Linked DNA regions of Mus musculus: all the other regions are linked to region 3. A link is a contact called in public promoter capture Hi-C data. All regions are on one chromosome and are shown on one strand. Each heading gives the region's core, a stretch centred on a gene start, on an enhancer-like site or on the middle of the called end of the contact. The rest is flanking DNA. Distances are from core to core; before and after follow the strand shown.

Region 1 (6,498 bases), core at 1,124-3,623, 1.8 Mb before region 3:
TCCAGATAGTGCATCACAATTCAAACGAACCCATCCTTTCTTTAAGCACAAAGTAGGTCCTCCAGTGTGGCTCCATTTGAAGCCAGAGGCCAGAGTGACCAATGGCAGGCTTGCAAACAAGGATCACTGATTTACAACAACCAAAGGTGTATGGTGTGCCCAGGCCTGACATAATGGCTTCACTCACATGCCAGATCTGGGGTCATTGTCTGTTCAATGTGTCCCCTTTCAGGTATCATATTTTCATGCTGGGAAGCACAGATTTGTGGGGGGAGGGGTCAGAGTGCAGGCCAAAGATCTGCACATATTGATAACCCCTAACCCTGGTCACTGCCTACAGTCTGTGACCGTGACCAGCAACAAGTAACAAAATGCTACTTGCAGCCAAGGCTTGCCATGTGCAACGGTTTTCAGTGAGAGTGGAGAAGCTGCCGGAATGACCGACCATGTGGGGTTCATTAAAACTTGTGAATTTACATACAAGGGAGGCTGGAATGCTTGTGAAGGGAGCCCCATGCCTCCTCACTCAGGGATTTCAAACCCCACCACCACCATTGGCCAATGGTGCTCCAAGGAGAATGGCAGAGACCAATGTGGACTCCAGCGGAGTGCAGTAAACTTCTGCCTTCCACAGCCTCCCCCACACTGAAAGACCCCCCCCCCAAGTTGTATTTATACTTCGAAGAAGGAAGTTAACAGTGAAGCAGTAGTCACCTGGGCGTGCTCAATTTCTGACAAGCCTTAGTCACTCTGTACCCAACAGAACAATTCACATTATATTCCAAAGCCTGTGAAGACTCTGCCACACAAGCTAACACTAACATGCCAAGAGCTCCACTTACCTTCTTTATTAAGCCTCATAACCTCCCTGCTTTTGCCACCCTCTTTTCCAGCCTCTTCTAAATCTACATCTGCAGATGAAAAAGAAAAGGAAAAAAGAAAATGAGGAAAAAAGGGGGGATGCCAAAGTCAAGGGGGGAGGGAGAGTGTTTATTGACAAACAGATCGATCTAAATACTGTATCTGAAAATCTTGCAAAATTTGACAATGCAACATTTTCTCCCGAGTCTGGCTTTCCATCTACCTGGCCCAGATAGGTACCCCCAAAAAAGGAAAGGAAAAAAAAAACTATGCAAGCAGCAACAGAGTCGCCTTTTAAACAGACACCACCGTGGGGCTGCGAAAGCCCACCCCGCAGGCTGCCTGCCCCGGAGAGCCAGGCACAGACAGACAGACAGCTTTGCTGGCAGCCGGGCCTCTCTGTGCTCTGATGGTCTGTGTCTGTGTGTATTTATTTAGAGAGAGAGAGAGAAGCATGGAGGACGCCGGGGGCCACTCTCTCTCACACACACACTTTTTCCCAGTGGCTCTAGGTGAATGGAAAGGTTACAGGATAATAAAAGGAGGTACAGGCGGTGGGGTTCTTACTGTCGGAGCAGTGTAATTTGGCGGCGTCGATCCAGGAGGACCAGGGTTTGCCCAGAAACGCCTCCGGACTGGGCACTTTGCGGTGCAGTGTCGCCATTGCTGTTCCTTCTTGTTGCTTTTTCCCTGTTCCTTCGGCAGCAGCAGCCGAGAGACACGGGATTCGAGAACGCTCCGACGTCATCTTCGGAACGTTCCGACATTGAGTGTTCTGAGAGGGGGAGGAGGGCGGCGGAGGAGGCGGGAGGCGGGGCGCGCTCGGCCCTGCCCGGCCCTGCTGTGCTGCGTGCAGCCGCTGGGGGCGCCAGAGAGGCGCCGTGTGCGCGGGGCTCGGGAGAGCGCGGAGTCCGGCAGGCTGAGAGCAGAGCCTGAGTGCGCCGCCGGTTCAGCCGGGCAGGGTCGCCTCGCGCCAGGATGCTGCGCCCCGCCGCCCTGTCCAGCCAGCAACCCTGGCGCGACCCCGGGAAGAAGCACAGGTTCTTTCGTCCAGTCGCCGCTGGAGGACCGAAAGTTTTGCTCGCTGCAAGTCTCTTCCTCCCAGAGTCCCAGTCACCCACCATGCGACGTCCCAGAAGGATCCCGGAGGCTTAGTGGGAACGAAATCGGCTGTTTTGCACCCCTCCATCCTTATCCCTCAGGGTAGAGCAGGGACTCTAGAGAGTACACCTCCCAGCTACCATCCACTTCACCCTGTCTCCTCTCTCGGTGAGCCTTGGAATCCGGTCTCTTCGCAGATGCCTTCAGGAGTCAGAAGCAAAGGGGAAATGGACATAACTCCGAGAAACCGGTGAGTGGGGGCAAGGGGAGTGATCATCCCATCCTTGGTTTCATAGCAGGCAAAATTCCAAAATCATTTTGTCTCTGGCGTTCCCGGGGATCTGTGCGATGGTTGTGTGTCCCAGCTGGTAGAGCCACTGCGGAGACTTTGCTCCGCGCACACCAGAGACTGAGCGAGCTCAAGGCTCTTGGGTGATGCTAAGCCCCTCCCTCAGACCCAGCACTTGCACAGAGCAAGCAGGTTGGCCAGAGGACTTCGCATCACCGGAGAACCTGACTGCCAGGTGTGTAGACGCGTGGCGCTTTGAGATGTCTCTTCTGACCCTAGGGGCTGGTAAATGAGACCTTAACCTTCTGTTACCTCTTTAGAATTGTTTGCTTACTAGGAATTCCCTAAACTGTAAAGACACCCTTACCCCCGTAATCAATAACTTTTCTATTTGTGAAGCATCCTTCCATTCTTACCACTGCTGTCCCCGGGAGCCCTTCTGCTCCACACTGAAGCGTTGCTTAATTCTGGGCTGTATTCTGGTGGGGCTGGAATGTCCTGGCACTCAGCACCATGAACCTCAAAACCTGCATTAGGATGGGGGCGGGGAAGGAACCTCTGGAGGCTTGTTTTCAGCTGTGATGTGTGTGCGCGAGTGGGCCTGCCTCTATGGGACATGGATAATTCTCAGGTTTGGATGAATTGCTACCTAACTAAGGTGCCAGTGGGTAAGGAATTACCTTACTTTAAATACTTGTGGTTTGGGAAATATTTCTCAGACCTTGACATCTTAGATGAGCCAGGCGCTGTACCTGACATTACTTCACCCATGCATCTTTTTAAATAACATTGTTTCTCATGGACCGGTTGCCCAGGGTCAGAGAGAGAGGGAGATCCATCCTGGTCTTCACAGAGCTGCAGCTGGAGAACGATCATGCTTAGCTCTTCAGGGAAGCTAGGCATGTGTACAGTGACCCCAGACCAGTGTGGCAAGGGTATGGACTTTCACGGCAGGGCCAGTTCCTTGGCGGAAGTTGAAATGAGCTAAGAGTGTTCAGAAAAAATGTGTCACCAAGAAAACGGAATCTGCTCTGCATATTAGAAATTGGGAAGATCTTATAGTAAGCTGAGGTCTGGTCTTGCCTAGAAAAGGGGACCATGCAGAACCTTGGGTGAATGTAAGCATATGTGGGTCGATGGTGTGGCTTAGCTGTGTAACGTCTTGTGTCCTACTAGGACCATCATTGGGAGCTAGCTGGAGGCAGCTAGGAAAAAACCAACATGTTCCATTCAAACATGTCCCCAAAATTGCTTAATAGACTTCGACTTAAATGAATCCATCTATCCCATCTGCCACTCTTGCTAAATTTCTCTGAGCATCTCAATTTGTGAGGACTTTGCTACCTACACCATTCGTTTTTCTCTAAGATTTCTCAGCACCTGGAAGGCAAGTGTACCACCCACCTTGCTGGTTGGACCATGTTGTTTATTTTTCCTACCTCACTTCTGGTGATAGATTAGAAACAGGACTAACATCAGAAATCCTCCTCGCCACCTAGGAATACCAGTTGGAGGGATTTCAGCTCTTTGTTAATGGATAGCACTAGAGCCCAGCCATGAATGAGCCGGGCATGATGAACAGACTCTTTTTGATAAGTAGAACTGAAGGAACCCAGGACATTTGCATTCTGGCAGGGCAGGGCAACCTCCATGGGAATGTGTCCTCTGCTTTCCAGTCCCCTTGCTCCTGGCAGAGTCAACAGACTCCTGTCTCCTAGGATGTGCAAAAGAGTTCTGTACTCCCTGTGGCTCGGACTTAGTGGATCCTGCTCTGTTCCTAACCACTGTCACTTGCCAGGGCCACCATAGGAGCAATGGTAGCCCTTTCTTACCCCTTAGCTCACCTGGGAAGAAGTTGAAAACTGATGTACGCGTACTCACTGAAACAAAGCCAGCCCTCATTGCTTAATGTAGTTGGGGGAGGGGAGCTTGAGGGAGCGTGGGATAGTGTGAGCATGTGATTCAATGTCCCGAATCCTACTGAACCTCAGCTTTCTTGATCCGTTGAATGGTCACCCAAAGCTGCTGTTCTCTTTAAGTTAATGTATTAGGGGAAATTCAGGGTGCTGAGCCCTGCAGATAAATAAGGCCTGATACATAGTGAGTCATAAGACATGTTTGTCATGATTCTCTCTCTCTCTCTCTCTCTCTCTCTCTCTCTCTCTCTCTCTCTCCCTCCCTCCCTCCCTCCCTCCCTCCCTCTCTCTCTCCCCCTCCCTCACTTGCTCTCAGTAGTTGCATTGGTTTTGGTTTTGGTTGCTTGTTTCTGTTTTGTTTTGTTTTGTTTTGAAATGGGGTATCACACTATAGCCCAGGATGGCCTCAAACTCACTGTGACCTCACAGCAATCTTCCCGCCTCGGCCTCCCATGTCTGAGGCCTGTTTCTTTAGTCAGGATGCATGAGATGCTGGGATTAGCAGCTGGCAGTTGGAAAGAGGCCAGCTCTCTGACGTGATTGCTTCCAGAAGAAACTCTGAGACTTCTGTCCCAGACATTACTGTCTGGCAGCACCGGATAACCTTCCAGGACAGAGTAGACCCCGCAGAAACTCTTCCACCGAGGACAAAGCTGCCTTTGCTTCATAACGACAAGGTCTCTTAATAGAGAGCAAAATGGGAATCTCTATACATTGCGTTTGTCTTCAGATTTCTTGTTCCTTACAAAAGAAATTTAATATTGAATTCTGAAGATTGTTTTCCTTCTGGTAATGAAAGGATGGATCACAGAGATTCCCATTACACAGTGCCTTGGGCATTCTCTCTCCTGTTTATTCTTCTCACTGTGACAGATCCCCTTTAAAGAAGGAAGGGTTTGTGCTGGTTTGAACTCCTAGACCCCAGTGGGTCGAACTATGTGGGAAGGAGTTTGAGGAGGTGTATCACTTTGGGGTGGGGGTCTTTGAGGCTAAAAACGCCCGGCCATTCCCAGTTAGCTCTTTCTGTCTTGTGGATGTATTTCAAGATGTGAGCTTTCGGCTGAGATTTCAATGCCATGCCTGCTGCCCTGCCCCCCACTGTGATCAACTCAGACTCACCCTCTGAAGCTGTGAGCCCCCAGGTAAGGTCTTTTATAAGTTGCCTTGGTGTTGATGTCTTATCTCAGCAATAAAACCATAACTAAGGCGAGTTTATTGTAACTCTGTCCCCAAATCTGATACCATTTTCCAAACCATTTTCAATACATTTACTGACACATCTATTATTATAGGTGTAAGGATACCGCTGTGTATGTTTAAAAGGTGAATTTATGGTCATTTTTCCTGCGCATTTTTCTTTCCTTTCTGTGTTTCTGCCTGGGAGTTATGGACACACATATGTGTGTGAAGACCAGAGGCACACCCTACATGCTGTTTCTCAGGAGCTATCCACCTTGGTTTTGTTGCTGTTGTTGTTGTTTTTTGTTGTTGTTGTTGTTGTTGTTTTAAAAACAACCAGGGTCTCTCGGTGATATTTGGGACTCGCTGATTGGGTTGGGCTTACTGGCCAATAAGCCCCAGGGATCTGCTCATCTTCATTATCCCAGAACCGAGATATAAGCATGGGTCACCACACCCAGCTTTATAAGATGGTTTCTGGAAATCTAACTCAGATCTTCACAAACCTTTACCAACTGACTCATCCCCCCACTCCCTGCCCCAAGCCTGCTTTTATCATATATACCGTCACATGGCATTATGTATGGAATACCCATTCCTTTTAATTGCTGCATACTATTCCACACAATGGTCCAGCGTTCCTTTAGCTATTGCCTAATTGATAGCTATTTTAGAGTTCTGGTTTTATGAAGGAGAAGGTGGTCGATGCTGTTATTTTTATACATGCTTGGTGGGCACAGGAGGGAGCGTTTCCACTCTGAGTTAGAATTGCCAGGTACGTGCGCTTTCCATTTTAATAGCCTTGCCAGATCGTCTTTTAAGCAGCTGACTAGTCCAGACTCCCTGGAGCGTGTAGCCGTACCCGTCTCTTCACACACTTATTAATGCTCAACATTTTCAAAACGCTAGCTCCTGGCAGTACGAGGGGAGCGTGTCTTATTTGCTCGCGTTTCCCTCATTTTGGGTGTTTTCAAGCATTTTTAATGTGCACTTTATTCTCGCTCTTTGAACTGCTGTGTCTGTTGATTTGTTGTTGGCATTTTGAGGCCTTTGTGTTGATTTGAAGGAATTTTCTATGCCTCCCAGACACACAGCATCCTGCCTGCTTGGAAATGCTGCCACTTCTCCCTGTTAATTGTCTTTTTCCAAAGT
Region 2 (6,247 bases), core at 3,661-6,160, 1.6 Mb before region 3:
CATAGAGGAGCTTTGTGCAAAATTTTTACACAGATGAAAGCTCATGCAGAAAAAAATTGGTGAAACCTGGTGTTTTTAGTAAATTATCTATCCTACATCCAGAGTCATGGTACTATTTCCTATTTATACAGCTTACTCCTCAGAATTCTACAGGAAAGTACTGGAATTAATCTAATTTATGAGTGCCAAAACAAAGCACTTCTAGTTGTAGGATCTTCACTGTTATTCAGTGTCATCATTAAACCAAAGTTATCTATATACATTTCTTTATGTTTAATCTCTCGTTTTCAAAGTTAAGCAGTCAAAATATTTAGAAATAGACCTGAAAATATACTGCAAGTGAATGTTCTTATAAAAAAAAACACATTTATTGTTTTTACTAAGTTAAACACTGAGAACACCGACACTTCAAGTTACTCTCATGAAATGAGTAATAAATCAGAATCAAAATGCTTATTTAAACTCTCTGTACTTCTGCAGTACAACCACACAAACTTCTGCTAACAGTCCCATAACCCTCAGGATTTAGATTCCTGAGCCATAGCTGAGAGAGCTAGAAGTCTTTTCTGATTAAGAATGATTAAGAAGAGATCATTATGCTGAAAGCATTTGTCATCTTTATTCTTAAAACATGTTTGGTTGAGTTCAGCGTTATATATTCCAAGGACTATAGATATATTTGCTTTAAAATCATTTTCAGGGCCAGTGCCTCAGCTGCTGGCCACTAAGTCTCATGACCTGAATTGGATCACTAGGTCCCGCATGGTAGGAGGAGAACCAACCCCAGCAAGTGATCCTCTGAGCACATGTGATAATAATAATGAAAAAATCCAGACTTTTCAATTATTTTCATGATCTTTAGAGTAAATAAGCACCATTGTTGCTGATCTGGCTGGCTTGTCATGAATAAGTTATAGTATGGAGCACTGATAAAATTTGTGTTTTTAAATAAAAAAGAATGGTTTTCTCCATATGTTTCAGGGTATTTGATAAAGGTTCAATTTGTCTCTTCTCCAGAAGGGAGACTGGTCCAGGTCTTCCTTGTTAGGTAGCTCTATCTTTTCTTAAGTGTGAGTGTGTGCGAACACACACACACACACACAAGATTGCACTAACCTGTGCATACCCGTAATGGAGCCAGAGGCCAATCCAATGAATGTGAGGTATCTTTCCTGTATTGCTCTCTACCTGATTCTCTGATTTCAGGGTTTCTGACTGAACCTGAAGCTTATTATTTCTGCTTGACTGGCTGGCCAGGAGCCCCAGGGATCCACCTATCTCCATCTGACAGTACAGAGGTTACAGATGTGTACCCACTGGGGATCCAAACTCAGGTTTCTGCAGCAAGCACTTTACCCACTGAGCCATTTCCCCAGTCTCTCTGTTTACCTTTTGAAGTACTCATATCTAACTAGGGCATATACCCAGAGGTTTTGTTGAGGTGTCTACTCTATTCTGTTTTTCATTGCCAACGTTTTTCTTATAGTAAAACATTAATCTCAGCCTGCAGACCCCTGAGAGCTCCCAAGACGTTCCCAGGCACCTAGAAAGGTAAAAACTCTTTTGGTAAAAACACTAAAACATTATTATTTTGAGTATATTGACACTTGCACTGATTGAAGTCTAAAGCTGCTGGGCTTTAATAAAAATCAGCAGTTTTACCAAAGTGTATCCACTACCACACACACTAGCAGTTTGGAAAAGATTGACTTAAGAATATGTTTGACAGCTGGGCAATGGTGGCACACACCTTTGATCCTAGCCCTTGGGAGACTGGGGCAGGTGAGTCTCTGAGTTGGAGGCCAGCCTAATTTACAGAGTGAGCTCCAGGACAGTTAGTACTACACAGAGAAACCCGGTCTCAAAAAAACAAAATTGAAGAAAAAAACAAGTGTTTGATGAAGCAGTACAAATTAGTTTAACAGAAGTGGGAAACACAGGGGGTTTTGTTGCATATCAAGTTATAATGGCTGGTTCTAGAGAAAGTATTTAAACAAATGAGCTGTAAACTGAAACTAGTTTTCATTTTTCTTTGTAATACCACCACCTTTCTCTGATGGTCAACCTTCACTGAGTTCCTTCCCTTACCGGATATCTACCCACTTAGCCTACATTAATTAATACAGTTTCTGATTTTACTGAGACTGTTCTTGCTAGTGCCGTCAACGGTCTGATTACTAAGAGCAAGGGGCATGCTTTGGCTCTTACTTTAAGTACGTTCTCCATAGCACCTGACATTATTGAACGTTCTTTACTTGAAACTCTTAACAGCAATAAAGATGTTTCTCTCTACCTTCCTAACTATTCCTTTCTTCTTAGCTGGCAAGCTGAGTCTTTAGTCTCTACCAGCATTTAAAAACTGTTAGGTTCATATCTACCAGGGCCTATAGGAGACTGACACTTAAACTATGTGAAGGGATTATCTACAACATATCCTTAAAAACAATTCAAATACTTTTCTGCCACAGACAATAAGGCCATCACCAACCCAAGTCACAAATAGAATCATCATCATAAAACAGTTTAATTTCTAGTCATCTCCATCCTTACTACAATTAATTTTAGGTACGAATAATTTCTAAAGCAGCAGGTTTCTCTCCACGTTGGGCTATTTTTATACTGTTAACAACTAAAATTTTCTAAACAGGCAAATCCAAGGATTGACTCGGAATCTGAGCTTAACTGGAAACTACCTAAATACGACCTGATATTCTATAGCTTGTACACATAGGACCAGTTTTTCATGACTACCCTCAGAAGGAACAAGGGCTTTGAACTTGTTATAATCATTTAGAACCATACTTTTGCCCAGTATGTTCATCCAAGCAAAAACCTACTTACATAGGCTGCTTCAACTTTTCCTCCCACTAACAGGACTCTATTTGCCTAGAAAGCCAATCCCTAGCTCACTAGTACTCACTCTTCAAATATTCTTCCATCTATAAAGTCTTCCCCAATGATGCTTTCCTGTCTAACCTACTACTTTACAAGTATCTCTAACACACAATTTACCATATGGCATTTTTATAGTCTCCATTACATCCTTGAATGATCATGAGAAAAAGAGTTTGATTCACATCTGTAAGCTGGCATTTAGCACAGTGCTGGTATATGCTACCTACTCAAATATTTGTTGGGTAAATACTCACTACACCATTAACACTCTATAGTCTTACTACAAACTTACTGCCTGTGTAATAAAAGGTTTTCAAACTCAAAGTATTATTTTAAGAAACTTAAAGATAATTTCAGCACACAACAAAATTACTCCTACTTTAAAATATTCAAGAAAAGATATAAGCTGCCTCTTACTTAAGTGAAAATCTAAATTATTAAACTGAATTGTAACATTCAATGAGACTAAATGTAAGGTTCATTCTTAACACACATTTCTTTGATTTCTCCCCTATGACTTTTGGAATTAAAATAACAACCTTCTTCTAAACTTAGGGTTGCACAGAAAGTCACGTGTCTTTTGCCAGTTGCAAGAGCAGCATTTCAGTTTTCACAAAATTGAAGGCATAAAGTGTAAATACAAAAATCAGAGCGAGCAGTCATCAGTCATCGGAGAACTTCAAGCTCTTCGTTAAAACACACGCACGAAACCGGAGAGTTCTTATTTTTCACCCTCAACATGAACTGTGAAGGAATTAAACGTTATCGGCTACGAAACACTACCTGACTGCACACGGGGCAAATAAATGCCAAGTGCTTACATTAACTCTTCAAGTCAGCACCCAACTATAGTGGGCCGCTAAGTTTGAAGGAAAATCGCAGAGCTTGATAAACTAGCTGCACGTGACAAGGTCTAACTTGTAAGTCTCCTTTGATGTTAATGATTGCTTGGCAGGAAAGGGCAGAAAGCTGACTTTCCAAGCAGGATGTTGCTATAAACAATCTCGACGTCCAGGCCAGGCGTTAAATGGGCCGACAATTTAATGCGTCGGGGCAAGGGCTTTGCCTCGGCTTCTCTGACACACACTATTTTTAACAGGAGCCCATACCCGCCGCCAGCGAAGGGCGCAACCCAGGTCTAGCCTCGCCCGCGGAAGCCGCGGGCCTCCGGGCGGTCGGTATCAGTTGGACCGCAGCAGGAAATCCTGTCTTCCTTTGCGGATGGCAGTGGAGCCTGAGAAAAAAAAGCGAGCGAGCTTCCACGCCTCCGCGGCTAGGGGCGGCCGGGAGAAGCCGCCCACACCGGCGACTCGACTCGACGCCGGCCGCCATCTCCGCCCCGCGGCCTTCGAGCGTGGGGGACTCCCTCACGACCGCGTCCCCGCCTCCCGGCAAGGCGCCCCGCGCTGGACCGGGCGAGGTCGGCGTCGCAAGCTGCACTCACCCACTCGAGGATCTTGATGAAGCCGAGCGGCTCCTTGAGCGGGTTGAGGTTGATCTGGAAGGCGGACATCCTCTGAGGGAAAGGAGGGAAGAGAGTCAGGACGCGGGGCGGAGGAGGGGAGCGGCGAGACCGGAGCGACTCCGCGGCGAGAGCGGGAGGCGGAGCCGGCGGGGCTGGGGGCGGGGCCGGAGGGGTGGGGACGAAGGGGCATCGGGGCGGGACGGCCTGGCCTTTAAGGCGGGGCCGGGCGGCCGTTGAGTCCGCGCCCAGGAGACAGAGAGGGCGAGCCGAGACCAGGCCGAGGAGGGACTGGGAAGGGCTGGCTCCTCCCCCGGCCGCACCTGACTCAGCCGGCTGAACCGCTGACGAACCATGTTGGCTTTGGAAGCCATGCGTGTGCCGCGCCCCCTTCCCCAAAGCCTAGCTCTGTCTCTAACGCGCACGCGCGCTCCCTAGGCCCCAGACTCTTTTCCGGCCTTTGCGAGCGCGCGACGGGGGTGGGTGGGGTCGGGGGACAGCTGCGCCTGCGCAGCACGGCCCTCCACCTCGGTGGCGTTCTGGTTGCTATGCCCTTTTGTGGCTGTGACTGCCCGCCCTCACAACGGCCCGTTTTCTTCCCAGTGCTCTGAACTTTTGGGCAAATGTGTCAAGTGTGTACACAGACAAAGCCTCACTTCAAAGCTCGTGTTCAGGGCCCTTAAAGTCATAGTTATTGCAAAACTGCGGCCGTCTGGCGAACCTGCCTTATGTAAGGGTGCTTGAACGTATGATTCACCAAACATTTCCGCAGACATCGCAAAGTTGTTGGAGCCAGAGTAGGAGAAAGACCACCCATTTGAGATCATGGCTTGACAGGTCTCACAGGACAACTCATCTCTCCACCTCTATCCCCGTTTGGCGAGGCCTGTATTTCGTGCCGTTTTTTTTTGGGGGGGGGCGGGGGAGTGGGGGGGGGTCAAGTTAACTCATCTTTCATGATTTGTCTTAGGGAACACTCCCTCCTGCCACCAGAATGGGACCAATCTAGACATCTCTTCTCTGGCTTCCTTGTGCCTGGCCTTTTTTGGAGGGTTGGGATAGTGGCCTGTCTTCATGCATGGTGAGATAACACCAACATCGAAGGAAGATCTTTGCCACAGAGGATCCTAGTTCCAGCTCCCAGGTACTTATTTATATTTCCTAAATGTCAGTGGAGTATTCCATTAGAACTGACCACTACCCATGAACAGTTACTACCAAGCTAACACTTCCTCCTTCCTTCACTCTTATTTCCGTGTATTCCACTCAGCATTTCTCTTTAAGTCTTAAAAAAAAAAAGTTATTTTCTGCTGAGACCTGTTGGATAGGAACCCACAAGTAAATCACTTAGCTGTGCTTCAAAGGAAAAAGTATTCAAAGTAGAATTATACAAAATAGCCAAAAATATATTCAATGTAATTTCAAAATGAAATAGATGCTAACAGGATGGGATAATGCTCATCTTGCAACTTTATAGAGCTGAGAGGTCTGAAACAATTTGTACTCCCATGGTTTGTTCCTGTAGTCCTGTCACCAGGCAGCTGGCTGAGGTTTGCTTGACTGCACAGTTGGATAGGAATTGTGGGAAGGATAGGCAGGGGAAGCAAGTGAGGAGCTGGTCTCTTGTAGCCTTCATTTCTGTCAGGCAGCAGTGAGTGGTGGCTGAATCCCGACAGAAGCAGCAGCAAGTGGCACCCTCTAGTGTTGCAGCCCTCATAACTCAACCTTACAAATGTTCCGGTTTGTAAGTCTAGAACACTGGGGTTCCTCAACCCTTGGCAGCTCTTGGCCCAGGATGAGACCTTTGGCCCTGAAGGCTTAACAGCTATCTGGAGCTCTTGTGGTGCCAGGGCCTGCCCTTGCTCTTCTCTGGCTGATTATAAGGTTTTA
Region 3 (6,586 bases), core at 3,567-6,066:
GGGGATTTGAAGAGAGAAGCTGCCTGAGTAAACTGCTTTAAGAAGAACCAGTGGTTGTGGTTTCCTTGCTGGTCAAGTTGAACGCAACAAGTGGTGCCGAAACCTGGGAACCGACTCTCCCACCGAAGAGGTTCAGAACTTTCTGCAGTCAGGGTCTGTCGACAGGATGTGTATGGTAAAGAGACAATTAGGCTCTCGGTAAAGAAACAATTAGGCTCTCGGTAAAGAGACAATTAGGCTCTCGGTAAAGAGACAATTAGGTTCTCGGTAAAGAGACAATTAGGCTCTCGGTAAGAGACAATAAGGCTCTCAGTAAAGAGACAGGCTCTCGGTAAGAGACAATAAGGCTCTCTGGCTCTGGAGACAAGAAAGTGAAAGTAAGAGGGTAGTGAAAGTAAGAGGGTACTAGGGACAATCTATGGATTACTTTCTTTTTCTAGCCATTTGGGTAATTTTTCTTACTGCTTTTTGGTTTAAGGACTGGCCAAAAGGATGGCCGATTCAGGAGTCAGAACAAATATTACCAGGCCTGGGCTATGCAAAGAGCCCAGACATAAGTGCCAGGATGCTCCCTTGGAAAGATAAGGAAGGGCATGATGGGATGTTTCAACCATATGTGCTTGAGCTGCCCATTACCTTATGGGGTAGAGATTTGTTAAAAAATAGTGTCCTATTTAGGAGCAAGGTTCACTCCTACAGCCGTTTGGCCTCAAAAGATACAGTTGAGGGTTGATTTCTTGCATACTTTAAATGATTTTCAGAAATTGTTAGGCAATATCAATTGGATTCGGCCCTATTTGAAGATCCCAAATGTTAAATTAAAACCTCTGTTTCAAATTTTAGAAAGAGACTCAGAGTTAAGTTCCAAAAGGGAACTAACACCTGAGGCTAGAAAGGCCCTTACCCTAGTGGAAGAAGAATTGATTAAAGCCCAGCTTCAGCATTGTAGAGAAGGGTTACCCATCATTTTGATAATATTACCTACTGAGATGCAACCCACAGGATTATTGTGGCAAGAAGGCCCATTGTTATGGATCCATTCCAAAATATCCGCTGGGAGGACATTAGATCATTACAAAGCCTACAACAGTGGCTTTTTTAGCCTTGTTGGGAATTCAGCATTGTTTACAATTTTTTGGTATAAAAACCAGCTCTATTGTAATCCCTTATGATGGGTATCAGCAAAAGGTCCTAACAGCAAATATTGATGAGTGGGCTATTTTAGCCTGTATTAATGAGGGCCCATTTGATAATCATTATACCAAACATCCGTTAATGACCTTTTTTAAGGAACATCCAGTCATTTTCCCTCAAGTGGTGAGGAAAACACCCATTAAGGATGCAGTTAACGTGTTTACTGATGGATCAAAAACCGGATGTGGAGTATATATAGTAGAGAGGAAAGTTCCTGTGGTCAGGCAGTATTATCCCTGTACTCCACAGATGGTGGAATTACAAATAGTTATTGAAGTCATTAAGGATTGTGATTTTCCTTTTAATCTAATTTCAGATTCACAATATGTACTTAATTTAGTTTTATCCCTACAAGTGGCTGGCCAAATAAAAGCTCCTAGTACCATCCAAGCCTTGGCCTTACAATTACAGAAGTTGCTGTGGGAAAGACGCCAACCATTATATATTGGACATGTCCGTGCCCATAGTGGGCTTCCAGGACCCTTAAGTAGGAGAAATGATATTGTGGATAATTGTACTCGTATGGAGTTCATATTTTTAGCATCCCCTATGGAGTTAGCCTTACAATTTCATTCTAAAATTCATGTTAATGCTAAAACTCTGCAGAGAAAATTTGGAATCTCTAGAGCACAAGCTCGGGATGTAGTCACTACCTGTGTATGTTGCCTTGAGTTTCAACACCCACCTTCTTATGGAGTGCATCCTAGAGGATTGCTCCCTCTACAGGTGTGGCAGATAGATGTGACACATTTTTCAGAATTTGGCAAATACATTCATGTATCCATTGACACATGTTCAGGAATAGTTTATGCATCTCCCATGGCAGGGGAAAAGGCCTCCCATGTTATACAGCATTGTTTGGAGGCCTGGGCAGCTTGGGGTAAACCCCAACAACTTAAAACAGACAATGGCCCTGCATATACTGCCAAAACCCTGGTGTCTTTTTGTCAACAGATGGAAGTACAAGTTAAACACGGACTGCCATATAATCCTCAAGGCCAAGGAATCATTGAACGAGCACATAGAACCTTAAAAGAATTATTAATAAAACAAAGACAGGGAATAGGCTATGGCCATACCCCCAAAAATAAGACTCTCCTTAGCTCTTTTTACCTTAAAATGTTTACAATTGGATAAGGAAGGTCGCTCTGCTGCTGAACGACATGCTAATACCAGCCCCAGTAATCTGGGGTATGCTAAATGGAGGGATGTGCTTACAGGATCATGGAATGGTCCAGATCCTGTGTTGGGCTGGGCGAGAGGGTCTGTTTGCATGTTTCCACAGAATCACGCAGAGCCAGTGTGGGTTCCAGAGTGAATAGTGCGACAGTGTCAAAATGAAGAAGCTGATCCTGTTAAGAAATTCCTATTAAGAAATTGGACTGCAAATTTTGATGGCAAGATGAATGAGCTTCACTCGGCGATTGTCGCTGTGAATTCTACCCGAGTGGATCCTGGCTTGGCATCAGGAAAGAATGGGCTGAGATAGGTGCCCTTGCTGTGGCCCTTGTTTTGGCATGCATGTTGTGTGTATGGTGTATGTGTTGGTTGCAGAATGCCCAGGTCCACACTGCCGCCATGGTGGTGCAAGCTTTTGCCACAGTGGAAGCAGGGCAGTCACCTCAGATTTGGCTTGTTGCCATGAAGAATGAACAATGAAGCCATCGCTCTGCAGGGTTGTAAGGCTAAGCACTGCACAGAAGTTAGTCTGGACGCTGTTTGACAATCTCTGGGAGGTACGTCTGATTGCATGAGGGTTGAGTGTCCTAGTGTTCTTCCCCCATGAAAAACGGCATGGGAGCAGGTCAGGGTTGCTCTGGGTAAAACCCTGTGAGCCTAAGAGTCAATCCTGTACATGGCCCCTATTTCTGCACACTGGGGATCAGACCTCTATCTTCACCCACGGAGCTTGCTTCAAAAGAATATAAAAGGGGGAATTGTGGGAAGCCATTCCAGACTCCCTGGCCAGCCCAGACGGAAATCTGTGCCAGGCAGTAAACAAGCCCATATTTGGTGGATGGCTAGCCCTTAATCCCTGATTGGCTGAGCAAGCCTTCCTGGTGAGGTGATGTGACCTGTGGTGATTGGTTGAGGCGTGGTTATGGCTTGAGTGGATAAAAACACTTGTACCCCGAGAGGCGGGGGATTTGAAGAGAGAAGCTGCCTGAGTAAACTGCTTTAAGAAGAACCGGTGGTTGCGTTTTCCTTGCTGGTCGAGTTGGATGCAACAATAAATGGAGATCATTGACCAGTATTTGATCATACGTCTACCTTTAGCTGTATGGGACCCGGAAAAGACAATGCTATTCTGAATACCCATCTGTCCAGCTGAACAATCTCTTATCTTATGAAAGGGGAAAACAAGGGCTTAAGATGTAACTCAGGTGAAGAATGCTTGCCTGGTATACTAGAAGCTCTGGGTTCCGTTCCCAGCAATCAGCAACACATGGTGGTGGGCACCTGTAATCCCAGCACTCAGGAGATGAAGGCAAGAGGACTATAAATTCAAGGTCATTCTAAGCTCTATATTGAGTTTGAAGCCAGTCTGGGACACATGAGACACTCTCTCAAGAAACCAAAAAGGGGTTGTGGTGGTGATTAATATTTGGTAACAGCTAGCTTTCGTCATAACATTAAAAAATCATTTATTCATGTCTTTTTCCTTCTAAATGGGCATAGATAGGTAAGAAGTAATATTCATCTAATCCCTAACTCTATGGAGTTCAGTACAGTGCCTGGGCTGTAAACTTTTGAGAAGTATAGAGTTAAGGTTTAAACTAGAGACTGTTATTACAAAGTGGTATCAGACCTTAAATCTCTGTGCTCAATTTTTTTTTTTTTTTTGTTTTTGTTTTTGTTTTTCGAGATAGGGAGCTCTGGCTGTCCTGGAACTCACTCTGTAGACCAGGCTGGCCTGGCCTCGAACTGAGAAATCTGCCTGCCTCTGCCTCCCGAGTGCTGGGATTAAAGGCGTAGCCCACCACGCCAGGCTCTGTGCTCAATCTTATAGACAACAGTTAGCAATCTTTTAGGTGCACTCTCAATGAAAACCTAACACCTCACCCACCATCCCAACCCTTCTAGTTTCTTCTACAAGGGAGGCGTGCTTTCAAAATACAAAAATAGAAGGGAGCTTGTTTTCTATACTTTTTGTTAGCGCAGTTTTCAGAACAGGATGTTGGTGAAGAAAGGTTCAAGCCTATCCTTTCCATTGCCTTCGAGAACAGAGATTGTAAACCAGCCGTTAAAATCAAAGCCTTTGTTCGTAGAGCTGCAGTTACCTCTCCTTTGCTTTCTTTAACCTCTCAGGGCTCCATCCAGAAAATGCAAACAGTTCATACGGTTTTTGTAAAGCTAGATAAAGCCTACTGCCCACGAATATCTAGCACAACCATAAGCTTGTCAAGTTGTCAAACTTTTCTTCCTTTCCTATTTAAACTTTACTTTCTGTGGGCTTTACTGAAGAAACAACATTTTTATTTATCTAGTTCGTCTTTCAAGGATAATTTGCAACTCTACTCCAGTCATTTGAGCAACAGTTCTCCAATTCCCCAGCTGCCACAAAGCGCAGCGCCCTTCACGACAGCGCACGACGAAGCGACCGGAAAGCCTCTGCCTTTCGGGCCAATCGCGCTGCTCCTCGGCGATGACGTATATGTTGCGCAGGCGCAGGGTGGGGAGACCTTGGATAAGTCTTACCAGGCGTTCAGCGGAGGTGAAAACCCCTGGTTGGAGGGACGGGACCGAGGGACGATGCAGAGCTGGAGTCGTGTGTACCGCTCCTTGGCCAAGGTGAGGGCGGCCCGCGAGGGGATGATGCTGGACCACAGGCACTTAGACGCCCGCTGTGGGCCCGGACGCGGCCTGCCGCCGGGAACCGCCGCGGCCCCGCCTCTATGCCGGCTCGGTGCGGCCTCCCGAGGCAGCGGGGAGCGCGAGCCCGGGCTCGGGAGGGCCCTGCTGCGGAATGACTGCCCGCAGCCCCACACGACCCGGACGCTGGTCCAGGGGCCTGGGCCCTCCCCCAGTTTCGGGGAGGAGTAAATGACCCTTGCCACGCGCGGCCTGCCCCTTCCTACCTTTCGCCTCATCCTAATGACCCGGGGGGTGGCCTACTCTCCTACGGCGGGGAAGTAACCTTGAGGCCCGACTGGCCCAGACGTGGTCAGCTCCAACACACCGTCCCGCGAGTTCCTCCTCCAAGGATCTGTTTTCATTCACGTCTCTAAACTAGTGCACCCTGCCATCAGTCAGGCCCTGGGGCTTATAGTTTTAATTGCAGCGGTTTGTCGTCCAAACAACTTTCCCATTTCACCTGCCAATTGACAGCTGCCAAATTGAATGTATGAGGCCTAGTGGCAGGGTAGCAGGATAACTTTAGGGACAATACAGAAATGAGACTCTTCACGGCTGAGCCGTCTGTGTCTTTAAAAGTTAATGTAACACGCAAAATGTCACTGTTTTAGGGAGAAGGTGAGCCGCGTCTCTCAGTACAGACAGTTCTTTGTTCCTCTTTGGTTGGCATATCTTGATCTCAGGTGCAGAAGTTGTCTTCAAGTAAAAAACCTTGCTGCATCAGAGTATATTGTCGCTGCTGTCCATTGCTTACTCGCTGTGATAGGAGCTGGAAGTGTGCTTTCTTTATGTGGCCCTGGCCTTAGGAAATGGTAGTCACACTGCTTAGAGAGTGTGAGATTATGATGCAATTTGTGGGACTTCCAGAATGTGAGGCCACTCCGTTGTTGGTACATTTTCCTAGTCCAGTTGGTGGCTTAAGAACATCTTTATAGATCTTATAAGTGATTACAGACTGTTAAGTAGATTTGTTAGGAAGCAGAATGACAGATGAAATGAATATCATTGAAATACTTAAATACCTGAATTCAAAGTTTTGGGATTTTAATTAGAATACTAAACTGATCCTTGGCAATAAAATTAACAATGCTTTCTGAAGTTTTAATAAAACTGTAAGCCATTAAATATATTTTTATTAGATTTAATATGAAATGGTTCATTGAATGTTCATAATAATAAGGCAGACCTGGCAAGGTAAGATTGTGAAAGTTTAATATTATGGACAAAAAAGGGAAATTGGTAGGATACCTGTTTGCGGCAGAGAAAGTCCATTAGTATTATTGCTTGATACATTTGCCCCAGTTGTCATCGACCTTTTAAATTACATGTATTACTTGTGCACATGCCTGTGGGCATGAGCGTGCAACATAGGATGAAAGGATGCCAGAAGACAGCTTCTGGGAGTCAGGTCTCTGCCACCATATAGTTCCCACGGATTAAACTTGGGAAGTCACCCTTGGTGGCAGGAGCCTTTAGCCAGCGGGCTATTTTGCCAGCCTGTTTTAAAAATTATATTTTACTTAACAGGAAAATTTCT
Region 4 (6,787 bases), core at 1,738-4,237, 1.5 Mb before region 3:
GAAGCAAGCTACCCTGGCGGCACATCTCTCAGTGGGGTGATGAGACCTGAACACTGCTGAAGGACTACTTTTGTGTATTCTGTCTTTTCCAGCCATAGCACAATGACAGTGTCTTCTGCTAATCTGCTAGAGATAAAATGTTGAAAAAAATGTTAAAACTATTCTCTGCTGTAGGCGCTTATTCAGGAAAAAAAGTATACAGTTTTGTGGAATCCAAAAGAAAATCATCTTTGACTGCTTTCTGGTTATTTCTGATTATCCCAGAGGTAAGTTCAAAGGAAAAACCACGTCTCCTTTACAGGAAAGTCCCGAATGCAATCCAACCACCGAAATGGCTGGAGTGGCTCACACCCATTCTCCCTAGCTGGGTTAGTGCAATGTCACTAAAGCTGGGTAGGAGATGTGCCCTAAGCAATTCTGAAAATATAAATGATTGAAGCCGTAAGAGCAGGCCCTTTTTATTTGGAAAATAAACTCAAGATGAAACTGAAGAGCTGCATCTGCCTGTGTTCTCAGGTCCTTATTACACACAATGAAATACGAGATCCCAGAAATGGAAGTGTGCTTCAAATGCCCCTGCACTAGCCCCGAGTGTCCTGCCCTTTCTTAAGGACACTGTGAAAATGTATCCCACATGTTGCTATATGCTTGGCCACCGCCTTCTCTGCTGTGTAGTTTAGGAAACCATTTCCCTTTAATTTTAGAAGAATCTCTTCATCCTCCAGCCACTCTCTTCTAAACAGCCACGAATTTTTGAGATCTGACAAGAATATATAATTGCCAAATGAAAGAATTTTCATTACTTGTAATATCGTGCTTAGCACTCTTGCTACCTCTCTACCTAGGATTAAAAAGACAAGAAGGATAAATACTTTAATATTAGCCCCCTGAGACCACCGGTCAGGAATAAAATTTATTATATGCAAATAAAATTCCCTCAGCTAAGCAGGACTTGCTAGGACATTAGAAAGCTTTAAGATTACTTCTTAACTAAACACATCTCCAAAACACCACTGTGACCTGCAGCAGTGTCACACTTGGCACTCACAATGGCGGGAGGAGCTACTGCTTTCTTTTTGATAAACCCTGTAGTTCCAGCTGCTCCTTCTCTGCTATGTAGAGCAGACTAGCCTGGACCTCACAGAAGCCTGCCTCTCTGGTTTCTGAGTGTTGGGATTAAAATAATTATGTGCCCTCCTAAGCCTGGACTTTTAAGTCTGTTTATATTTCCCTTTACGTTCAATCGTTTACACATAATACAGTAAAATATCTGAAAATTATCTTGGGATATTTACTGATATTTTACTTTTACAAAATGAGGCTTTTCTAAAATCACTAAGAATACCCAAAACACTTCAACTGAACTACATCATGCAGAGATTTTAGAGCCTCCAGTACCACAACAGAAATGGTAATAATCTTGAAAAGGTGATTTCCACTTTAAAATCCCATCTGAAGTAGGATGTGGAGGCACACACCTTTAATTCCATGACTTAGGAGGCAGAGGCAGGCAGCTCTCTGAGTTCAAGGCCAGCCTGGTCTACAAGGCAGGTTCTAGGACAGCCAGGGCTGCTACACAGAAACTCTGCCTCAAAAAACTAAAATGAAGTAAAATGAAATTCCATGCGAAAGACCACCTGTTGATAAATCTTGGACCCTTTAAAATGAAAAATTACTTACTTACAATAGTTTACCAAAAAAAAAAAAAAAAAAAAAAAAAGGACAAACTAGTATGTAAGCAAATGGGACTCTGAAACATTCAGATTACAGGGCTACAAAAAGTAAAAAGCAAAGAACCAAAACAAAACCACGAGAGTACTACGCCTAAATCGCTACTCAAAACCATCACGATGTTCAAGTAAATACTAAACTTGAAAGCTAAAATTTAATCTGTTCTCGCGAGGGTCCTACTAGTCTGACATTTTATCTTTTAAGCGTCTTGGCTAACAAACTTAACTGAAGATCAGTGCAGTTCATTTCACAGTGTGTATGGGGGGGGGGGGCGGGCGGGCATTTCTTCATCATTCCTCTCTTGGCTAAGGTGCATATCAAATGGAATTAGTGCAAGAGTCAACTCAATAGGCACCTTAAAGCAATGTGCCATTTTACTCTCCCCACAAATTCTCCAGGGTTATAACTCCAGTTCCTTTAACTCTTGGTGTTTCACTTTCCATTTCACAGAAATCACGTAGTTGATCCTGGAGAGCCAGAGCACACTGGCCTCTGCAACCAGGGGGCAGGCACGTGAATGATCCCTAGGTGCAAGGGAGTTGGAAATGCAACCCCACCGAGTGGGACAGCTGAATCAGACGCGGCTCCCGGGGCCGGGTTATCCTCCGCGCTGGGACCACTGGCTGGGTGAGGGGCACACCGCCAGGACCTCTCCCCGAGCTCCCCGGGGCAGGACCGTACCTGCCGAGCCAGGGGCTGTTACCTAACCGGCCCGATCGTCCCACGGTCTCATCCAGTCCTCCCTGTCCCAGAGCCAAGGCCGCCGGCGGCTACGGTAGCTGCAGCGTGCGCCCATCCCGCCGAGCCTCCGGCCGCGCCCCCGCCGCGGCGTAGGCCCCGCCTCCGGCCCGCGCCTCCATCCTTCAGCCACCGCGTTGCGGCTCCTCCACCTGCCCCATCCCGCCGCGCCGGCTCCCGCCGCCCCGGGCCCGGAGACCCCCCCCCCCCCCCATCGCAACTCCACCTTGTACGAGTCGGTGGCCAGCAGGATGTTGAACTCGGCTTCTGCCGCAGCATTCATCTCGGGCCGGAGCGGAGACGCCGCGCCACGAGCTGCCCGGCGCGGCTGCGAGCAAGGAGAAAAATGGGCTTCGCTGCGCTCCGTTGCTTAAGTCACCGCTCGCTCGCAGGGGGGCGGGAGAGCAGGGAACGGAGCGCGGGGAGGGGCCGGGAGGGCGGGCAGGTCCGTGACGCGGCGGTGGAGGCTAGCGCGCTCCCCTGCCCAGCGCGCTCCGGCGGCTTTCCCGGCGGCTCCGCGCCCCGCCCATCCCGGGGACAAGGGGCGGGGCACGGCTGCGCGTGCGCAGCGCAGGGGCGGGGGGGACTGAGGAGGACGTGAGGCACGCGCTCTGCCTCAGCTGCGCCCGCCCCGGGCCTAAAGCCGACCGTCACCCCAGCGCGTGACCTGGGCGCCTGCCTCTGAGGGGCGTGGTCTGATGCAGGGGCGTGGCTTGGCGTTCCCAGCCTCGCCCCTCCTGCCGGGAGTCTCTTTGCCCGCCCCAACCCGGACCTTCCTCTTGTCCTACCCAGTCCCTGCTCGTCCTGAGAGTCTTGTTGGAGTCACGCCACCAGCTAAGGCCAAGGAGCCACCCACTGTCGTCTCCCTGTTCCCGCACGCGCTGAATTACCTTTGTCTCCCGCTTGGACGATGGATGGAATCTTTGGTCCCCATCCGTCTTGTGGATTCCGATCCTCTAGATTTTCCTTTAAAATCAGAGGAGCTGCTTGCGGTCTGAGTTGCCCTGGCGCGTGGACTTGCTTTTCTCCGCGCTCAGTCTGTAGCTGAGCTCTTTGATCCTTTGAAGGCTGACTTTTCCTGGAGAAAAGCCTTTGCGTCTTAGGGAAAGGTTAAATTCAACCCTCTCAGACAATGTAGGGACAAGACCAAATTGAATCTAATATTGTTGGGAAGTAAAAGGCATACAGCCAAGTCTTATACAGTGGATCTGTTTTTTGGTTTTTTGTTTTCCTTTAAATCATTAAATCGTGGGGGAAAGAGCTAGTAACCTCCCAAATAAGCGAAGTGACGTCTGATGACGTCACCCAACTTCCATGAGCCTGTCCTCTTGTTCAGTTTTCACATACAGAGTTGCAAATTTGTTTTGCATAGAACTAAAATTCCCTTTGCATGTTTAATAGCATTTAAGAATTCTAAGATTTAGGCTTTGTTGTTGTTTTGTTTTTATGGAATACAAGTAGCAGGGGGAAATCGGTATAACTAAACTGGCACAGACTGCATCAAGTTAGTAGCTTCCTTTTGCCTTTGACTTCTCAACAATGTTAGATTCAGTTTGGTCTTGTCCCTTCATCGTCTGAGAGGGTTCAATTTAACCTTCCCCTTAAGACACAAAGGACTGTTGAGACTTTTCTCCAGGAAAAGTCAAACAGCTTTCAAAGGATCCAAGAGCTCAGCTACAGCATCCATTCATCTACAATTGACCGCCATTTTAGGCTGTTTTATGCGGGGGGTGGGGGGTGGGTGGGGGGTGGAGGTGGGGGTGGGGATAAGATTCTAATTACAAAGTAGTCTTTGTTCACGGTAGTGTTTTCTAAAAACAAAATTTGATCTTGCAATCTTTCAGTTTTTTTCCCTGTATAAAAATGAAAAAGCCCAAAATGTAAAAATGCTAACATTGTAAGCATACTGACATTGCTAGATAAGTTCAAGAGTAGGGTCTGCAGGAATATTACTGGCTTAATCCCACAGCAATCTTTAGAGGAAAAGGTGACTATTGAAGTTCTTAGAGTTCTTAAAAGCCCCTCTCCCGCAAAGGGCTATATGCTAGTGTGGACTGACTAGAAGGAAGCAGATCAACTTTTAAGAGTTGGGGTCTCAGATATAGCTGTCTCTTGTGAGACTATGCCGGGGCCTAGCAAACACAGAAGTGGATGCTCACAGTCAGCTATTGGATGGGTCACACGGCCCCCAATGGAGGAGCTAGAGAAATTACCCAAGGAGCTAAAGGGAACTGCAACCCTATAGGTGGAACAACAATATGAACTAAGCAGTACCCCGGAGCTCTTGTGTCTAGCTGCATATGTATCAAAAGATGGCCTAGTCGGCCATCACTGCAAAGAGAGGCCCATTGGACTTGCAAACTTTATATGCTGTGTGTCTCACTCATTCCCCTCTCTGTATACTAGCTCTGGTTCTCAAGGCCTTTGCCACAGACCCCAATTTGCCCCATCTGACTTGCTATTTATTCTTACCACATGTGTTAGATATTTGGCAATGGGGAAATACCTTAGAGAAATAGTTATAAAAGAGGAAACATCTATTTGGCTCATAGTTTCAGAGTTTGATCCATATCACTCAGTGTTGTCTTTTTTGGACTTGGAGTAGAGGAGGGAATCATGGCAGAATGAGTGATAGAGGAAAGATTCATAGAAGTCAAAAATGGAGGTGGTGAGGAGAGGGCAGGAATGGAGACAAGGTATAGTCCCAGGAACATGCCCTGATTACCTTCTTCTAGCAAACATCCAAATCATGACATTTCTATCATCTCACCAAATAGTACCATCAGCTGACAAGCTCTCAACATATAAGCCAGAAGAGGGCAGTTCCTATTCAAACCGTAAAATTCTACTTTTGGTCAAAGACTCATCACCATCTGATGTATAAAATGCATTTAGTCCATCTTCAAGAATCCTTAATATCTCAAAACTTTAAGTCCAAGCTCTCTGCAGAGTTCAAAACAAAATGTTAGCTTTCAAGATACAGTGGTACAGAGTAAGCATTCCCGCTCTGCAAAAGAGAAACGGGAACACAGGGATGAGGGATAGAAACGAAGCAAATCAGAAACACAGCAGGACACAAGTCAAATCCTAACTAGCATAACTTCATGTCTGACAATTGGGGCTGCATGCAGACAGGATGGAAACTCTGAGGCTTGGATAGCCATTTGTTTGAATATGGAATAAATTCTATTAAATAGTACAAGATTAAAAACCTTAGCTTTCATCAGTCCATGTTTATAAACATACCTATTTATATAGTTTGACATATACATTAAATGTAAACTATATCTTTACTGTAAGTCTAATGAAGGCTAAGTTTCGACCACATCTTTTCCCAAGGTAACCAAATGTATAGGCCATGTGTCAGATATTACTTGGTTCTTCCTATAAGACTGAAGGCCTACAGACTATATAGAACAGATTGTATAGATTGATTACAATTTGTTTGTTTGTTTGTTTGTTCAATTGATTGTTAGGTACCTATCTTAGCCTACGTCTGTTAGCAGATGTAATTCTCACTTGGGTTTCGTACCTAATCTTGCCTTGAAAGTCTCTGAAGACACATTTTGTTTTGTTTCCTTGTAAGTGAACAGGTAAGAGTCCTGAACTCACTCTTCAATGTTTGTCACTGACCTAAGGGGAAACAGTGTCAAACATGTTACAAGTACATATGCCCCAATTTATCTAACACAGTTTAAACCTTTTTAAAAAATAGCCATTTCAACTATATGCTTTAGTTAATTTATATAAGCACAGTTAATCAAAGCAATTATATTTAAATATTAATAGTATGAAATTCTTTATCCTGATTTACAAGACATTTCACATGGTATACATATGCAAAATAACTCATTGTTCCTCATAATTGCATAAAATCGTAATTTATCCATGAACATAATATTAAAATAAAATAACTTACAATAGCAAATATCAAGGATAGTAGTGACACGACCATCTATATAATGGGTTTTGTTTGTTTGTTTTTTTGTTTTTACTAATTGAACTTGAACAGCCATTCTTATTGTAGCCCATAAGGTTTCTTTCTTGGGCTGGCTGTGCTCTGTGCCTGCAACTTTTCATGGAAATGTCCCATGTACCTAGCATCTTTTTAATATATCTTCAGTTTTAACTGTTACAGTTTCACATGTCATCCTCACAGGACTGCCTGTGGGATCCCAACCAAAGGCTACATTGACTGACTTCTCAGGCTTGCCTTGGTGGAAACCTCTGGATCCTGCGATTGTTGCATTCTGCACACCTACAAAGGCAGCATCATGCAGACAACGCCAAGGTCTGCCCCATGCTCTACTGCAGCTGG

Evidence for each region. Promoter capture Hi-C pulls out the DNA fragments that hold promoters and counts their contacts.
Region 1: a promoter capture Hi-C map of liver shows a contact between it and region 3, with 5 times the contacts expected there. The contact joins the promoter of Atxn7l1 here to the promoter of Dld in region 3. A contact is called at or near these places in 2 of 39 promoter capture datasets (liver and pre-B cells).
Region 2: a promoter capture Hi-C map of pre-B cells shows a contact between it and region 3, with 4 times the contacts expected there. The contact joins the promoter of 4933406C10Rik here to the promoter of Dld in region 3. A contact is called at or near these places in 4 of 39 promoter capture datasets (erythroid cells, hippocampal neurons, liver and 1 more).
Region 4: a promoter capture Hi-C map of pre-B cells shows a contact between it and region 3. The contact joins the promoter of Nampt here to the promoter of Dld in region 3. A contact is called at or near these places in 4 of 39 promoter capture datasets (hematopoietic stem and progenitor cells, hippocampal neurons, liver and 1 more) and 2 of 484 Hi-C or Micro-C datasets (CD8 T cells and pre-B cells).

Annotation. Positions count from the first base shown.
Region 1 is chr12:33,142,846-33,149,343 of GRCm38.p6, reverse strand. Atxn7l1 (ataxin 7-like 1) reads right to left here and starts at 2,373. Exons shown (of 11, transcript NM_001374022.1): 1 at 1,429-2,373; 2 at 843-911. The coding sequence starts at 1,609. It overlaps F730043M19Rik (RIKEN cDNA F730043M19 gene), which reads left to right and starts at 1,758. Exons shown (of 6, transcript NR_015602.3): 1 at 1,758-2,212.
Region 2 is chr12:32,952,452-32,958,698 of GRCm38.p6, reverse strand. It overlaps 4933406C10Rik (RIKEN cDNA 4933406C10 gene), which reads left to right and starts at 4,910. Exons shown (of 6, transcript NR_044986.1): 1 at 4,910-5,194; 2 at 5,328-5,501. Sypl (synaptophysin-like protein) reads right to left here and starts at 4,513. Exons shown (of 5, transcript NM_198710.3): 1 at 4,340-4,513. The coding sequence starts at 4,408.
Region 3 is chr12:31,349,701-31,356,286 of GRCm38.p6, reverse strand. It overlaps Dld (dihydrolipoamide dehydrogenase), which reads left to right and starts at 4,816. Exons shown (of 14, transcript NM_007861.5): 1 at 4,816-4,986. The coding sequence starts at 4,948.
Region 4 is chr12:32,816,535-32,823,321 of GRCm38.p6, reverse strand. Nampt (nicotinamide phosphoribosyltransferase) reads right to left here and starts at 2,987. Exons shown (of 11, transcript NM_021524.2): 1 at 2,696-2,987. The coding sequence starts at 2,752.